Regions from separate parts of the Sus scrofa genome. Here region 1 is linked to region 2. A link is a contact called in public HiChIP or PLAC-seq data. All regions are on one chromosome and are shown on one strand. Each heading gives the region's core, a stretch centred on a gene start, on an enhancer-like site or on the middle of the called end of the contact. The rest is flanking DNA. Distances are from core to core; before and after follow the strand shown. Region 1 holds the start of MX1 (myxovirus (influenza virus) resistance 1, interferon-inducible protein p78 (mouse)). Region 2 holds the start of MX2 (myxovirus (influenza virus) resistance 2 (mouse)).

The links. HiChIP or PLAC-seq counts read pairs in DNA pulled down with a chosen protein or histone mark.
Region 1: a contact with region 2 is called in an H3K27ac HiChIP or PLAC-seq map of alveolar macrophages. The contact joins the promoter of MX1 here to the promoter of MX2 in region 2. A contact is called at or near these places in 9 of 47 Hi-C or Micro-C datasets (alveolar macrophages, blood, heart right ventricle and 3 more) and 2 of 2 datasets of contacts at active chromatin or transcription factors (alveolar macrophages and skeletal muscle).

What each region holds. Positions count from the first base shown.
Region 1 is chr13:204,841,117-204,844,341 of Sscrofa11.1, reverse strand. MX1 (myxovirus (influenza virus) resistance 1, interferon-inducible protein p78 (mouse)) reads right to left here and starts at 1,293. Exons shown (of 17, transcript NM_214061.2): 1 at 1,227-1,293.
Region 2 is chr13:204,796,982-204,800,332 of Sscrofa11.1, reverse strand. It overlaps MX2 (myxovirus (influenza virus) resistance 2 (mouse)), which reads right to left and starts at 1,700. Exons shown (of 8, transcript NM_001097416.1): 1 at 1,562-1,700.

The sequences.
Region 1 (3,225 bases), core at 44-2,543, 44 kb before region 2:
AGTCATTCCTGGCCCCAACCCCTCGCCTCCGGACTGATTGGCCTGTGGTGGGGCCAGCAGAAGGAGCTTAGGCTCGGTAGCATGATTAAAAGGGAGAGTATCTTATTCTTGAGACCTAACGCTATCACATCACGCTGAGCTGTGCGTCTGGAGGTGGAGAGAAGGGAAATGAGAAAGAAATTGGAAGACTGGTCCAAAGGACCTCCGGAAGGGCGGGGGTAAAGGGGGTGGGGCGTCCTGGCCAGCAGCTCTCCCGAAGCAGAAAGAAGTCGTGGACATTTGGAGAGCCGTCTGGGGACATGACAGCTGGGGGTGGGGGGGTTAGGATCACTTGTTCCTACCTCCAGCAGAAAGTTGGTTTAAAATCTGAATAATTCTGAGAATCCCACTTGCGCAGCTCAGCTGGCACTCACGGTGGGGGTGGCGGTCTCGGAAGCCCCCAGGACTGTCCTACCTTCCTCTATACCGAAAACTAAGCGTGCCCACCCGACCCGGTCGCATCCCGCCGCTGCACAAGCTCCGGGGGAAGGGAGACTCTGGGTACCTGCGCATCCCCTGGGTTAAGGGCCCTCCGCGCAGGGCGTTTCTGCGCATGCCTCTTCTTTCCAGGCAGGGCTGCTAGGGTTTCCAAAAACTCCTAGCGGAGAACCTCCGCTCTCACCTCCGCTTTCACCTCCCTCTGCTCAGGTTTGGTGAAGACCCCTGGTCCACGTGCTTTCAGGGAATCCCCGGGCCGCGGACCTGTCTGGTTTGCCCTCATTAGCAGGCAACATAATAAACCCGCATATCAAGCGATGGTCGGCTTTTGGAGGGGGCTGGAAGGCCACGCAGCAGCGGCTGTGAAACTTTCTCAGGGCGCCCCCCTGAACCAGCTCCCTCGGAGACCTTCTGCCCGCATCCCCTGCACCTGTGCACCCCCTCAGGCAGAAAAGCCGCCAGCTGCAGGGGGCGGGGAGGGAGGCTGTTTTTGATGCGTCACCCAGGATCCTCAGCAGCCTGTCGGTGGGAAAGTAGCATCGGGTGCTCTGAGCCCGGCCAGCACGGCCACTGCTCTTATTACTCTCACTGCCGTCGCCATCATCCTGTCATCATCGCTATTAATGAGGATCATTTTTGCTATTGATCCTACGATGCCCGCGCCCGACTGCCTAGCCCGTCGCCCAAATGCCTTCTCCGAGGCCCCTGGCCGGCCGGTGGGCCCCCAGACCCAGGCGCGCCACACTTACCCGTCCCCGGTGCGGTGACCAGCGCCGGGGTCTGGCTGCTCCTCCGCTTTTCTGCCGCGCGAGCCCCGCCCCCTGCCCTGAGCCCGCCCCCAGCCGCGGGGAAACGAAACTCCCCGGAACTGCCCGGGAAGGAGGGCTGCGCGTTAGAAACGAAACCTAGAGGCGTCTGGCGCGAGCGAGTGGGGGTCGGGGGGAGCTTCCTGCACCCACAGCATCCTTGGGAGCTCGCGGGAAATGCAGATTCTTGGGTCCGCCCAGACCTGCTGCTCGGGCACAGGGCCCAGCTACCTGAGTGGTGTCGGGCCCTTCTGAAGGTTCTGGCACTGTGAGAACCGCGGCTCTAACAAGCCCCAGGTCATCCAAAAGCTGAAGGTAGCTTTGAACCCTTAGCCGATCCCTTCACCCCTGGTCTTCTGAATAGATGCAAGCGCCATTTGGGTGTCTTAAAACCCTGCTGTCCTTTGGAATGGATCAGCAGTGAGATCCTGCTGTGTAGCCCTGGGAACTGTGTCTAGTCGCTTATGATGGAGCATGAGAATCTGTACATGCATGTGTAACTGGGTCACCATGCTGTCCAGTAGAAAAAAAAAATTGTATTGGGGAAATAACAATTAAAAAAACAAAACAAACAAACAAAACCTGCTGTAGGAGTTCCTGCTGCTATTCAGCTCAGCGGGTTATGAACCCGGACTGGTATTCATGGAGATGCGGGTTAGATCCCTGGGCTCGGCTCTATGGGTTAAGGATCCCATATTTCCACAAGCTGCAGCTTCGGTCGCGGATGGATGTGGCTGGGATTCTGTGTTGCGGCAGCTGCAGCGCAGGCTGGCAGCTGCAGCTCTGATTCCACCCCTAGCCTGGGAACTTCCATATGCCCCAGGTGCTGCTCTAAAAAAACCAAAACTAAAACCAAAACAAACCCAAAACCAATCTGCCGCAGGTTCACTGAGAACATTCCAGCACCAGTAGCGATTCTCAAACTCATGGCACCCTCCCTGAAATTTAGCTCTCTGATGTCGTCAAGATGGAAATGGGGGCGCTGAGGTTGGGTAGACCCCAGAGTGGCCCTCCCTGTGAAGGCTCTGTGGGTGGGGGGTGACATTATTTTTTGGAAGGGGCTGGCACGGCACCTCCATTCTCTTAGCTAACAAGCCCTGACAACAAGCCTCCTCCCCCTAAAGAATCCTGGGATTCGGAAGGATCTCGGCTGCCCCACAGACACCTAGAAGCTGCTCTGGTTCTAAGTGCTGGGGTCAAAATCACTGCATAACTTATGAGTGGAGAATTTGTCCAGGACGTACCCTGAAAGACAGCTTCTCAGATAGCTCAGGGATGAGGGCTGCTCCAAAGAGGTCTAGGAGCAGCTGGGATTTACAAGGATTTTTGCAACAAAAATCAGGTAGTTGGAACGTCAAAAGATTACTGTGAATTAAAGAAAACCAGCCAACTCAAGTTGATGCATTTTGTGCTTTTTTTAAATTTAAATTTTTTATTTTTTGTCTTTTTTATTTAAGGCCACACCCGCAGCATATGGAGGTTCCCAGGCTAGGGGTCCAATTAGAGCTGTAGCTGCTGGCCTACACCACAGCCACAGCAACACCAGATGTGAGCCTTGTCTGCGACCTACACCACAGCTCACGGCAAAGCCGGATCCTTAACCCACTGAGGAAGACCAGGGATCAAACCTGCACCCTCATGGATGCTAGTCAGATTCGTTGCTGCTGAGCCATGGTGGGAACTCCCATTGCGTGCCTTTCTATGTATGGGAAGACACAAGAGCTGGGCTTATTGGAATCAATCCTTTGATTGCACTTTAACTACCTAGGGCTGGTATCTTTCTTTTCTCCATCCCGACTCCCTTCAGTGTGCAAGCCTGCAATGGCTGAGGGCTTGATGGCCGCAACATCTTACGTTTACTGATCTGGCAGGAGTCTACATGGGGAAAGTGGGATGGAACCCAATTCAATATGGTGGCACCCAAAAGAGGGGGAGGAAGCCC
Region 2 (3,351 bases), core at 451-2,950:
TCAATGGCTGTCTTTCTTTAAATCAGACCTCGAAGGCATAGTAACGTTTCCAGCACACCCTACAGTGGGAATTGCAAATGCTATCAAGTGTCCCCATTCCTGGGAGAGCTGGCTTTCGAGGACACCGCTGAGAGCGACTGCCACAAGCAAGGGGGTGCCCCACGCTGAGGCCAGGCTGTGGGGCTCCCATTCTGACTTCTGTTCTCATCTGTGTGGTTTCCTATGTCACCAAGCAGTGACTTCGGTTCTGACACTTTCTACCAGGAAGCCCCACAGGGTTCCCCGGGGCTCCCTGATGGGGCTCAGCCCCCCTCAGCGGCTCCACTCCCACCCTGCCCATTCCAGACGAGGCCACTCCGGTCCAGGTGGTCACCTGTGTGTCTGACCCTGGGGACCATGTATTGATCAGAGGTTCCTACGACCCCCTCCTGGGGTTCAAATAATTTGCTAGAGCCGAGAGAAACCTTTCACTTACTAGATCACGGGTTTATTATAAACGGATGTAACTCAAGAACGGCCAGACGGAAGATGCAGAGGCAGGTCGGGCAGGGCACGGGGCTTCCAAGCTTTCCGGAGAGCCCCTCCCCCGACTCGGTGTGCTCACCTGCCCCTTCCCTGGTGGGCTTTCAGAAGGCTTCTTCGGAGACAAGACTGATGACTGATTAGCTCGCTGGCCATCAGAGATCAAGTTCCAGCCCCTCTGCCCGCCCGGAGGTTGGGGGAAGAACTGAAGGTTCCAGCCGTCAACCACGTGACTCCTCCTCCAGGTCCCCAGCCCCCATCGCATTAACATAACCACAGGACCTAAAGTCATCTGTTCTCGTAACCCGAGCCTGTGCGCTCCTTACTTCCTAGAGTTTGGCAGACTGTGTCAGGCACCCGCGAAGGCCAAAGAATACATTTCTTTTTTATTTTTTCTCTTTTTTGGGGGTGGGGGAGGGCTGAACCTGCAGTATATGGAAGTTCCCAGGCTCGGGGTCGAATCAGAGCTGTAGCTGCTGGCGGCAGCCGCAGCCACGCCAGATCCGAGGCGCGTCTGCGATCTACACCACAGCTCACGGCAAGGCTGGATCCTTAACCCACCGAGCCGGAGCCAGGGATCAAACCGGCATCTTCACGGACTCAGGTCGGGTTCTTCACCCGCTGAGCCACCAGGGGAACTCCCAGATTTCTCTTTTTTCCTGTCTTTGTTGTGAAACAATCACCATGACAAGTCACCACCTCTCCTCAAACATTTTTTTCTTAGGATACAGATTCTGAACATCTGCTCTCAGCAACTTTCAAAAAAGCAGCACAGTTTTACTAGCTAAGAGGTGGGTCACGGTGACTATATACTTAGGACAATTCTTATAAACCACTAGACCACAGAGCAGAGTCCTCTGCCCACCCCAGGTACGGTATCTGCCACGGAAGTACCCAAAGCCACTTCTTTGTGACCACAGGCCCCTGGCCAGATTTGGGAAGACAGCTCCCAGACCGGTCATTTCCCCTCCAGAATGTGCCCTCTTCCCGAAGCGGGGGCTGGGGGCCAGAGTCAAAACGAGCAGCTTCAGAAATTTACCTGTTTCTCGCCTCTGGCAGAAGCCGCACTGACCAGGAAATGCTTCTAGAAGAAAGGTCTGGGCTGCAGCCCTCCGTCCAGGGACCGAGCTCTTACCTGAGCACCCGCTGAACGTATGGAGACCAGCACAGCATCTATGGCTCGTCCCCCCGGGCTTGGCTTCCCTTTTATAGGACAGGCTCTCCTTGGTGTACCTCCCTTTCCAGTGGGGAAGGAAATGAAACTAACAGCCTGCCCCAGAAATGAAACTCAAGAATCAAAAGACTTTCCCATTACTCAGCCTCTGTCTTCTGACTCTGGCTGCATCAGGTGGGCTCACGGGGCCAGACCCCCGCCCCCGCCCCTGCCCTGTGAGGCGCAGGTGCCCGACCATCTGCACTGCTAACAGGTTCTCAGGGAGGCGGAGAGATCCAGCCAGTTAGGTCCAGCAGGGCTTTCTGAGATGGTGGAGGCGTGCCATGCTGCTCTGTGCTGTCACCCTCTCCCCGTGTTCAGTGCTGAGGACCCAAAGAAGGGGCGGCCCCAGCTCCCCACAGTGCCCTGCTCCCACAGTGCACACGCTTACACTCGGGATGGTTCCTGGCCCTTAGAGTCCTGGCTGGGAACTCAGCCCCACTTGCTTCACCTGCAAAACTCTAGGTGTGCAACCTGGGGTCGGGGGGCAAAGCTCCCTCTGCCCTGTGATGGAATCCCTGAATCCAGGGTGTCGTGTCAGGCATTTGAATCCCAGGGAGGGGAGAAGGGGGTGCGGGGAGTGACACCTTGGTCTCAGCTTCACCCCAGATCCTTGCAAAACAAAAACATCATAAATTAAGAAGACACGTTCTGGGCACTTCCATGCTCATTCACTTTACTTGTGGACAGGTTTTCTTTTAAGGAAGGAACTCAGAGGCTTATAAGAAATGGTTTGCCAATCCCGGCATCAGGAGGTCACAGGGAGAGTTTTCAGAGTCAGCCTTCTGGAGGATCTAAAGCCCGGCTCATCCAGAGGGGGGCGGGGGGGGGGCAGAGGGGGAGGGCCCAGGAAGACTGGGCAGCTGATGGCACGCTGAGATAGCTAGCGTTTCCGTTTCACTACGGATGGTTTCTGTAACAGGGCGGGGAGCCTACTGTTCTGGAAAGAACAGAGTGACACTCGCTGGTCCCTGCATCCCCTCCGATGCACCCTCATCCCTGCAACATCAAAGCGCTGGGCTGCTCAGCTCCCGGGTGGGGCAGGCAGCAGGGAGCATGGTGAAGCGCCCCACAACCCCCGCGCTCGATAGAGCTGCTTCCTTGAGAGGAAGGGCTGGCCTGTGGGCTCCTACAGCCCCCAGACTGCACTCACCCTCAGCCGCCCCTCAACCACACAGAGGAGACCATGTGACCGTCTCCCCGGATCGATGACATGGAGGGACCAGGGAGCCTGCAGACAGGCAAGCGTCCCAGCGGAGCGAAGCAGCAGAGGCACTTGGGGTGGAAACCCCCTGACTCTTCACTGCCCAGGTCCTGCCTGCTCCAGTGGGCGTGACGATGGGGACCCATCACAGGCAGATGCTAAGAGCATGTCAGCCCCCTGCACGGTCCCCGTGGACAAGGGACAGGCCAGGCCTGGCCTGGATAGTGCCACCATCTGGGCTACAGGGAGACCAAGGGCTCCCGAGTGGTGGAGGGTCCCAGCCGGTGACACCCCTTCCTCGGTCAGGCACAAACGCACTTCCTGCTTTTTGTTGTATCAAAAGTTCCTGGGCTTTTGGTAACCCTGGTGATACGGACGCTACGCGGTCAGGAACTGCCTGCCTTCTCCAGGG